Linked DNA regions of Bactrocera dorsalis: region 1 is linked to region 2. A link is a contact called in public Hi-C data. All regions are on one chromosome and are shown on one strand. The core of a region is the stretch at or near the end of the contact, and the rest is flanking DNA. Distances in the headings are between cores, read along the strand shown.

Evidence for each region. A called contact is a pair of places that touch in the nucleus more often than the background predicts.
Region 1: a contact with region 2 is called in a Hi-C map of whole body, with 6 times the contacts expected there. The contact joins two enhancer-like sites. A contact is called at or near these places in 2 of 2 Hi-C or Micro-C datasets (both in whole body).

Annotation. Positions count from the first base shown.
Region 1 is chr2:7,396,789-7,402,471 of ASM2337382v1, forward strand. The region is part of intron 2 of LOC105222614 (protein lap4); the gene reads right to left. Among protein-coding and RNA genes, the nearest start is that of LOC105222614, 7.4 kb to the right of the region's middle. Within about 2 kb of position 2,708, the one cell type or tissue checked has open chromatin away from gene starts, as enhancers often do.
Region 2 is chr2:7,358,436-7,364,284 of ASM2337382v1, forward strand. It overlaps LOC105222614 (protein lap4), which reads right to left. Exons shown (of 33, transcript XM_049448498.1): 5 at 5,240-5,485; 6 at 4,941-5,108; 7 at 3,108-3,474; 8 at 2,499-2,550; 9 at 1,064-1,138. Among protein-coding and RNA genes, the nearest start is that of LOC105222614, 46 kb to the right of the region's middle. Within about 2 kb of position 3,191, the one cell type or tissue checked has open chromatin away from gene starts, as enhancers often do.

The DNA.
Region 1 (5,683 bases), core at 1,458-3,957, 38 kb after region 2:
ACAATCGCAAACAAATCGCTTTAGGTACTCATGACCGTTGCCCGTTATTTTTTACAGTGATAAATTCTGTTCTGAGATGATATAACACTGGTCTAAGTTAAGAATTTCTGTGGTCGTCGAATTAAAATTTTCACCTGCCCTGTGGGGAGGAATTTATGTGAAATTACTAGAGATCAAAACTTCAAAATCACTGAACCCCTTTTTACCTTCTGTTTCAAAATAGTATTCAATTTTTTTTAATATCCATATAATATTCTCAATTATAATTCTGAAACATAACACTGAAAAGCGCAAATCTTACTCCGCAAAGAGCTATGACATAACATGCCAATACTTATGTGCCTAGATTCCTATGAGTTCACCGGCCGGCTTATGACGCCACACGTTTCAATCCTACCATTGCTATTAAATGCAACTGTAGCTAGCTCAACAATAACAAGAAAATCTAGAAAGGAGAGTGGGTTAAAACGGCATGCATACCGACACAGACCAGCTAGCTGGGTGTTGGATATCGAAGTGTCGAGTGTGAAGTACCACACAGTTCACCTATCACACAAACATACGCAAACACGAACATATACAGTTGAAAGTTTCGTGCACACACGAGTGAGCCGCTGCACCAACCCATTCAAAGCGAAAGAGGCGTCGTCGCGAGTCAGCCATTGTAGCTAGCCAACCCAACATTTAACCATTTTTGCTATTGTATCTATTTTTAACCGGCGAACAGAAACTCACAGCAGCAAGTCGCTAAACATCTCCCAGCCTCGTCAGGCAGACAGGTAGTCAATGGACTGCTAAAATGGTGCACACGTATGTCTGTATGTACATATGTAGAATGGTAACAACGACGGCAGGCAGGGGCAATGGTACGCTAATAGAGCGGCGTTGTATTGATGATACGAAAGGCCATAAACGATTTCAGCCAAGAATTTACTGATTGCATACTGCAACCTGAACAGAGGGGATACCACTGGAGCGTATGTAACGGGTGATTTTTTTGAGGTTAGGATTTTCATGCATTAGTATTTGACAGATCACGTGGGATTTCAGACATGGTGTCAAAGAGAAAGATGCTCAGTATGCTTTGACATTTCATCATGAATAGACTTACTAACGAGCAACGCTTGCAAATCATTGAATTTTATTACCAAAATCAGTGTTCGGTTCGAAATGTGTTTATCGACAAATTTTGTTCAGCGATGAGGCTCATTTCTGGTTGAATGGCTACGTAAATAAGCAAAATTGCCGCATTTGGGGTGAAGAGCAACCAGAAGCCGTTCAAGAACTGCCCATGCATCCCGAAAAATGCACTGTTTGGTGTGGTTTGTACGCTGGTGGAATCATTGGACCGTATTTTTTCAAAGATGCTGTTGGACGCAACGTTACGGTGAATGGCGATCGCTATCGTTCGATGCTAACAAACTTTTTGTTGCCAAAAATGGAAGAACTGAACTTGGTTGACATGTGGTTTCAACAAGATGGCGCTACATGCCACACAGCTCGCGATTCTATGGCCATTTTGAGGGAAAACTTCGGACAACAATTCATCTCAAGAAATGGACCCGTAAGTTGGCCACCAAGATCATGCGATTTAACGCCTTTAGACTATTTTTTGTGGGGCTACGTCAAGTCTAAAGTCTACAGAAATAAGCCAGCAACTATTCCAGCTTTGGAAGACAACATTTCCGAAGAAATTCGGGCTATTCCGGCCGAAATGCTCGAAAAAGTTGCCCAAAATTGGACTTTCCGAATGGACCACCTAAGACGCAGCCGCGGTCAACATTTAAATGAAATTATCTTCAAAAAGTAAATGTCATGAACCAATCTAACGTTTCAAATAAAGAACCGATGAGATTTTGCAAATTTTATGCGTTTTTTTTTTTTTAAAAAGTTATCAAGCTCTTAAAAAATCACCCTATATGTATGTATTATATGTATGACGATGACGCCGCTCTCGCGCTATGGCAATAACTGCACTCGTAACTCTGTCAATAACAAAAATATTTCTGCGGCCACAATTGTGGTTGTCGTTGTTAATATGACCGCAGTTGGATTGCAGTGCGACAACATTCAAAAGCAAAGCCGGACCAAGTTGAATGCGCGCATGGGGTTCTGTCTAACCGACTCGCATGCCCACTAGAGCGTTCATTTTAACTGCTGCTGTCCGCATAGACTTCTAAAGACCGACTAAAGTGACGCCAAATTGAGGGAAATTGTGCGCGAACTTCAAGAACCGCGACCAGCTGGATTAGGAGCTCGAGAATACCAGTTGGATCAAATGAAAAAAAAAACAGATTATAAGTAAAAAAGAACATGTTCTAAAATCTTATCTCTCATTTACATTACTATCAAAACATTTCATATTTAAAAATCAAATTTTTTGCTCTCATATATAGTTTTGCTGCGTTCACACCCTACATTTGCATCGATAAAATTACTCAAAATAATCAGCATCGCCCTTCACAAAGCACCTTTCGAAGCGCATCGTGTAAACAAAGCTCAAAAGTGAATCACAGCGAACGTATCGCAACCCCAGGCCGTCCTTGCTGGCATGCTAGTGCAACAGGCGACGCGCAACAACAAACACATGCACCAACAGCAACAGCAACCACTAGTCACAACAATCGACGGCGAATAACATCAACAACATGGCATGCAATGCAACCGACGACAACAGACAGGCACAATCGTTTTCAACAGCAGCAACCCGGGCATGACGACGACGAGATGACGACGACGACGTTGCACGCAAATGGGAGAACATGAAAAGCAATACATGGCCACAGTGCAATATTTGCAGCGAAAGGGTAATATGACCAGTGATAATACAAGAGCATAGATAAATACTCGCAAGCTCAAGCGCCTATCTACACATATGGATGCATATATCGTACTATGCCTACATACATACATACATATATGTGTAAATATATACAGTTGTGAGGGCTGTGTGCTTGCATGCCCATGCATTCTCGTACCTGATTTACTCACTCGCACATTACTAATTCACTCAGTAAGCGTTTAATACCAAGTGCATTAAGCTACATACGCGTACATATGTGTGCACCTATGTATGTGTGTATCTGTGTATTTGAGTAAATCCTTAAAAGGCAAACGCACACCAGTGAAACTAAAGCAATATTGGCACATAGTCAGTATATTATGAAAATTGAAGCTTTTTACTATGAAATCAAGGGAATTTTTATTTAAAAATAATAATAATAATAATATAATAACTGTAAAAAATTAATTAAATATCCTTCACTAAACTATTATTAATGATGTGTGTTTTACACTGCAAAACCTGTCTAATTATTAACCTGTTGCATCCTCAATTTAATACGACTAATAGGACACAATTCTTTCAAGGACCGCAACAAGTAGATTGCGGTAGTGTTGGACAGCAAAATGCTGTTAAAATTCGCGTCAATCGCAGGCATTCTAAAGGATGATTACTCCTCATTGAACTCCATTTGGTTTCGCAAAGGACCAAACGGGTCTATGCTTGTCTCATTGGCCTACGAGATTAACCTAACCTAACCCATTAAACTGTCGTTTTGATCTGACTTATAGACACCAAAGTTCGGTCGTTGCCTGGGCATAATAACTTCTATAAAAATAGTATAATTAGTTACTTATTTGTGCATAAAGATTTATGCTTATCAGAACTGTTATTGACATATGGTATAATAGCAAACTACCAAGGTTTCACTAGGTTGTGTTAGGTCATGGTATTGATCTTCGCAACAAAGGTAAAGCAATATATTATTTGGTCATCCGGCAGCTGTAGTCCTTTGCGATTGCCCAAAGCTCCTAGATATATATTACCGGACCCTCTGCGAGGCAATATATGCATACCACAATTCACTAGATGTAAGGTATTTCTATCGAGGTATCATTAATGAATACTGAGAACACACTGTATTTAGAAGATGTCGCCTATCAACAAGAATTCATTGTACGAACTATGGAAAAGAAAGGAGTTTCTATCACCTCGTACGCTGATGATTACACGATATTGACGTCGGGCAATGGAATCGATGGCATGTGTTCAAAAGTAAACGGCTATCTCTCCAAACTTTCGCTTCCTTACTGCAAGGAACTTAATACTCTCCCCCGCTAAATCCACAGCGACCATATTTACAAACTGGACGAAGGAATTCAGACTTGATTAATGCTAAAATTTTAAATGACTTGACAGTTTGTGCTCATTCACTCCTCATACGACCGCGATTATTGCCAAAGTACAGAACCGCAACAAAATCCTTAAGTCGCTAGCCGGCAGCACGTGGGGAAAGGACAAAAAAATGCCGCACCAATATGGTCGCCTGGATACAGTGAAACGCAGACGATGAAGCTCCACACTTGTTAAAACACTGCACTCCGGACCATGACAGAACTACTCTCCAATCAGCATAAACACGTAAGATGTTGGAGCTTTAGCAGAAATCATCCTTGCAATCACCTGCTTTGAGCGGAACCGCCTCCTAGGAGCATTCAACTTTTGTAACGCTCTCATCCAAAAACCCGTTATTTGTTGGAACACCATTTTTTATAGCTGCCATATACACTGACCTATTAAAATTAACTTCTTATGTGGAAACCTTTTTTATATGACAAGATATCTTTACAAAAATTGTTATAGGTTAATTTCTAAGGCAATATCCGAAGAAATTTTTCGATTCAGCAACTACACCATAGAGCTATCATGCTTCACTGGACGATCGGAATCAAGTGCTTGTATGGAAAACTTTTTTATTTGACAAGATATCAAGAAATTTGGAATGGGTTATTTTTTAAAGTACCGGTACAATCTTGAAACTAATTGTTCAAAACGAACCACTATAACCTATAGCTGCTATACAAATCGATTGATGAAAATCAAGTTCTTTTCAAGGAATTTATATACATATTTGTGAATTAGTTAGTTTAATTGGCCCTATTTTCTCATATTTTTCTACCCTTTCGCGCCATCTCTCACCTTAATGGCATTTCCCCATACTATCTTGTATTAATTCAACTCGATCACCCTGTTGTTTTAACATGTAAATTTTGTGTAGAACGGCACAAAGAAACAGCGAATCGAAAACCGCTATTATCTTATATCGGATGATCACTTCAAAAATGAAATGGTAGAAAAAATGCTTTTAAATTTCAATAATGGAAACCAAGTAAGTAGCGATTGTGTCAAAAAAATTGGATAAATTTATAAGTCTAGTGATCTCAAAGAAATAAGTGTAATCGAAAGCTTGCTACCGTCCAAAGAGAATGTGAAGCGACAAACGCAAATCAAATTTCTATAAATGACAGAAAAATGCCTCTGTATTTATATTCTATATTAGAGGAGTATTAAATCAAATTTATTATTCCACAACCGGTTTTAATTTAATTTTGTTTGCTTTTAACAAGAAAGCTGAAAATAGATTGGAGTAATAGAAAATTGCCCATATAATTCACACAAACAACTGAAAAGCGCACAGTGTTACACAAATGTATACAAAAGTATAGCAAAACAAGTTTATAAACACAGATATCGACTGAAATATAAAATAGCAAATTAATCACAATAAAACTGGAAAAAGGAATGAAAAATTAAAAAGAATATTAGAAACAGACATTTAAAAATTAAAATTAATGAACTTGTGTTCTTACGTTATTTTTTATTTTTGTAAATGGCTTAATA
Region 2 (5,849 bases), core at 1,941-4,440:
TTAAAAAACCAAAAACTTGGTTATTTGCATTTTTCACATGAATTTTGAGGTTATGTGAAAAGATGTTTAATACAAAAGTTGTAGATCTTTTTATTACGTACAACTTTTTTCTGTAACTTTTTCTCATAGAACTCGTAGTTTTGTCGGAAATTCTGATAAACTATTTTTAACCTCTAAAAATTTAACAATTCTCCATACTTTTCTCTTCCTGATCTCTGAGGGTACCAAATTTATTGATTTCATTTTTGTTATACTCTGTGCCTTTTGCAATAGGTTTCATAATACTAGAATAATTTAATAATTTTTTAAAAATATGTTTTTTTTAATAATTTTAATACTTTTTTTTACTTGTTTACTATTTTCAGATGCTTCAGCCCGATAAGTTATATGAATACTAGATTAGGAATCTTAAATTTAAAAAATAAAGTGTATTGCGTGCGAAACAAAATAAAAATTAGAAAAAAAAGAGGCAAATACTAAAAGTTATAAATAATTTTATAAATAAAAAGTCAATGCAAAACAAAATAAAAGCATAAGCATTAAAAATATTTTTTTTTTTGGATTTTCATTAGCATTTAATTGTTATTAGATCTTGTGGCATCACAGAAATTTTTTTCTCAATCAAGAAAACATTGTTTAATCTTTCTTTCTACTATTTATTGTACTAGTATATAATAATTTTTAGTAACTTTTATAATAACTGCTTTGGAATTCGGCTAGTATTTTAGTTAAAGGTTCGGCTATGCATTAATACTACTTTCATGAATTATTATGCACATACTTTGCATACATATATACATATACATACATATACATATGTATATGCATGTAAATTTATAAGGAAGCATTACTCAAACATTCAATGTATTTATAGGTATGTATATATGTATATTTATACGCATCTATACATATTATAAGTTCAACTTTATAATGCAAATGCGGTTAATTGAAATACAACTTCACAATTGTTCAAATTTTAATTGATATTATGAGGCTATGAGGTTCGAGCAACAGAGATCAACAAATAAAAATAAACAAATTACGCAATCGCATGGCGGCAAACCTTTTTGTTGGTAAACGTGGAACTCCGACGAATCGAATTTTTCGCTCGATCTATAGAGTAGACCCGGTGGGTAGTCTTTAAACACAAATGAATAAATTAACATAGGTGCGTGTGAGTATAAGTGCGTACATAGTAGGCTTAAGTGTATGTTAAGTATGTGTTTATTTATTTGTTTTTTTAGTTTAATAAATTCTTATTTAAATAAAATTAGACACAATAATGTTTTCGTTGTTATTGCCGTTAAGTGGTCGCCATTTAATATTTTAAAGTGAATAATTTTATTGAAAATTTTAGGACGATTGCCGCATTACTGACGCTACTTAATAATAAATAATAATAAAAATTTTTGGAAAAAAAATTAAAAAAAAAAAATATTTTGGAAATAAAAAATGTGAAAAAAATATTGAAAAAAAAAATTTGTAAAAAAAAAAAACAAAATTTGAAAAAACCAAATCTTGAAAAAAAAATTTTGGAAAATAAAATTTTGGAAAACAAAAATTTTGGAAAACAAAATTTTTGAAAAAAAACAAGTGTAAAAATTTATAATTTTACGATTTTACGATGCTTTACGACAGGTTGTGAATTGAACAATTGAAAAAAAAATTTCGAAAAAAAATTATTCGGAAATATTACAGTAATAATACGAGACAACTTTATAGTACATACAATTTTTGTTGTGGCGTTGCCACGTGTATATAATGAATTTCATTTAAGACCGCCAAATTACAAAAAAAAAAAATACCCAAAACCAAAAGCTACACGACCGTAAATTTATAAAATCTTATATAATACCGCTAAATATAAGCGCTGCTTGTTTGTGTAATTTTACAAATTATATTAATAACTTATATAATAAACATGCCAATGTTTGTACATAATTCCGTGCGTTTGTGCTTACGAAAATTTCGCTTATTTCATATCTTTAGTGAGGCGCAAATAATTAGATTGCTTAACTTGGTTGTGTTATCATCATAGATATGGTGGATATCGATGTAGTGTTATCGCGTTTGTGTGCGTGTGTGTGTTTGTACACCTGTACAAAAACAACAGTGCCATACCACTGTTGCCTATTCTTGACAACGCAATAAAACAGGTTAAAAATGCGGTAAACAAAAACCTTAAAACATAGATAACGGTAAGCGCGCGCAGGACGGCGGCAAATGCCAATGCGAAAACCTGTACGATTCAATCATTGCTGACAATAGAACGAAACAAACGCTAACACAGCAGCATAGCTAATTTGCTGAGAGCTCACGTCATCACACACAGCGACTAGCCCACCCCAACCGGACAAAAAGATATGTTTATTCGAAGAAAAATTTTCGCGCACATAATCAAAAATTTTCCAAAGCGCTTAAGCAATAATAATTTCGTAAAAGTATTTTAATACTATAACCATTTGTAAACAAACCATAAAATACGATTGGAAACTCACCTGGCGTTATCGGCTGGTATTCTTGTTGTGGCAGTAGGAAGCATGTCAAAACCTAAGCAGCAGCAATCAAGGGGGTAGAAGAGACGAAAATGAAAACAAACAAAACACACAATTATTAGTTACTCATTTATAAATGCGAAAAACGGGTTATTTAGAACTCCAAGCCGCAATACACAAGCCAAATCAAAAATGAAAACAAAGCAGAAAATATGTAAAGTGTAAATATTAAGAAATATTTACATGCAAACACAGCGTCGGTATGTTTGTGTGCGCAGTATGCCGACGCTATGGGTAATGAGGTTGCAACGAAAGCGCCGCTGGCAGCGACAAGGCGTAACTACTTCACGTAATTACGTTTGGCACGCGCATGCAGCAACAAAATAAAACGTAATCAGCGCACACTTCCTGCGGCGTGCTTCCCCCATTGCACAACAAACCCAACCGCTTAACAAGTAGAGATACAAACAAACACAAATACATATATGTATATACATATATCACGTACATATGTATATATAAATTTATCTGTATAAAAAGCGCCACTTATCCATCACTCTGCTGTGCTTGTGTACTTTGGCTTAGAGCGCGCATACGCGCCGGTACACTCACCTGTTCACCTGTTGCCTCATCTGTGTCCGGCTGGAACGTTAGCAGCGGCTGTGCCTGATTTTCCGATAACCAAACAGCTTTCAGCTGCAAATTAACCAAAGTGTATGGCAAGTACTGCAGCTGATTGCCCGACACGTCCAGCACATGCAACACCGTACAGTTGCCCAACTCTGGCGGCAGTCGCTTTAATTTGTTATCGCGCAAACTCAAAACGCCCAAATTTGCACAATTCCCTATCTCGGCCGGTAGGTATTCCAATGCGTTGCGATCCACGTTCAGGTTGCTCAATTTAGTCATTTGCCCAATCGATACGGGTAGCTCTGATAAGAAGTTTTCGGTCAATATCAGCTCTTGCATGCTTTCACAACTGGAAGAGATAAGGTAAGGCCGATGGGTTTATAAATAGTGCAATAATAGTGTAATGTTATAAATTTAAATGTATATATGTAAGTATAGAAATGTATGTGCATGCATAGCGGGAAATAGATCACAACAAGTGCGGTTAGTCAACCACGAAACCCCGCAGCAGACGGCAAATCATCAAGGTGACGTCAGCCACTGACGTACCTAAGGAGCTACATACGGGTACTTATACATATGTACATTCACATTGCATTTTAGCAAAACAAGGGTGAAATTGAAATTGCAAAGCCTAATATTTATGGCTGCGTAGTATAATAATCACACAAATACTGAATAATGCCAAGATCGCTTTCGATTATATTCGCCTTTTGGTTGAATTTTTATTTACATAAATCAACCAGCGGTGATTAATTTTGCATTTCATGGGAAAAGAAAGAAAAAAAGTTAAGTTCAACTGCATCGGCGCTATAATACCCTCCATGAGTGCACTTTTATAGACTAAAAATTTATAAAAGCACGCTTATCTTGATTTGAATCGATCAGTTTGTATGGCAGCTATATGCTACAGTAGTCTGATCTGAACAAATTTCTCAGAGATTTTAGCGCTACATTGGAGAATAATCTCTGCCGAATTTCGTGGAAATCCTTTGACAAACAAAAAAATTTTCTATACAGGGACTTGAGTTTAATAGATCGGTTTACAGCTATAGGCTGTGGTAGTTCAATTTGAGAAATTTCTTGCACCACTTTTCTGTACAATAATCTGTGGTGAATTTCGTGAAGATATGTCGTCAAATAAAAAAGTTTTCCATGCGGGGACTTGAGTTCGATGGATCCGTTTGTATAAAAGTCCGAAATAGTTGGTTTCGACAAATGTGCAGCTTCTTGGGAAGAAAAGGACAAGTGCACAATTGCAGATCGACATCTCGAAAACTGAGAAACTATTGAGTGTATATACAGATAGACAGACGGAGTCAACTTATTAAAGGAGGATTAGGTCATGTGTAGAAGTTCACGCAAGCGAGAAAAGTTCTCTGAGCGCTATTCACTTAGGAGTGGCCCGAAACGCAAGCAAGCTCACGACTCCGGTCTTAAACCAAGTATCCTCTAGATAGCCAAAAAACACCCGTTTGAAGGCGAGCAAAAGTGAGAAGACGAAACATCTCTTCCCAGAGTTGTGCGTTGGGTTCGGGACCCGCCGTAAAAAACACCCCCAATGTAATGTAGAAAACAGCCTCGGATAAAAAACCAAGGGAGCTAGAACCTCGTAAGCGGCTTCTACGTCAATAAAGAAGAAGAAGAAATCATAAACTAGATTCAACATTTAATAGGTGATAGATTTGAATAGTTTAATGGCGAGCCATAGATCCATAAAACTCCGCGGCGACACCGTTAATAAATAATAAAAAGCGAACGCACGACGACGGTCCACAAATATGACAAATATACGTATTTTTTGAGTGTACTTACCATCCTATAGTTGGATTCAGCTTCTGTAGACGATTCTGATCTAGTTTTAGAATTGTCAGTCTACTTAATTTGGCGACACCATCGGGCAGCGTCTCAAGTAAATTTTGCGCCAGATCTAAATCAGTTAAATTCACGAGACCACCGATTTCATTTGGTAATTTTTCCAGCCTGCAAAACAGAAAATACAAAAGTTTTATAAATATTAAAAAATATTTATACAAAAGTAATGACGCAAACATAAATATATACAAACAGAATAGGAAGTTCAAACAATCCAGCAATCAATGAACGAAACTTACCTGTTTTCGGAAACGTCAAGATATGTCAAATTGGTTAGTAGCCCAATTTCAGGTGGCAGCCTCTCTAACTGATTGTGATCGAGCCAGAGCTCGTGCAGACCGGGCAAGTAGCCCAAATAAGGTGGCAGTTCTTCAATTTCATTGTCGCCCAAATCTAATCTTTTAAGCTTCGTCAGTTGTCGTATCGATTCAGGCAGATGTTTTAATAGATTCTCGCGCAGCTCCAATGATTCCAATTGTGTTAAGCTGGAATTGAAACAGAAATATAAATGAGAATTACAATCAAGGTGTAATCGAAATTCGAACAAAAAAATAATCATAATTTACAGTCGAAAACTGTGCTATTATAATTTGAGTATTCCGTTTTATTACTTAAGTGTTCAATAAATCTGAAGTTTAATCTTATCTAACGGTTAATAATGTTTCATGTTTACAATTTTGTTTATAGTAATCAAAAATACATGTCAGTATAGTAATCGAAATATATCTTCAAATCGATGAAGTACTCGATTACTATGTCAATGTCAATTAGTATCAATACCCGTCAATGGTTATCGATAACAATCAACTTTGTGTTTAATTTAATATATTATTTGGAGAGACAAAATAA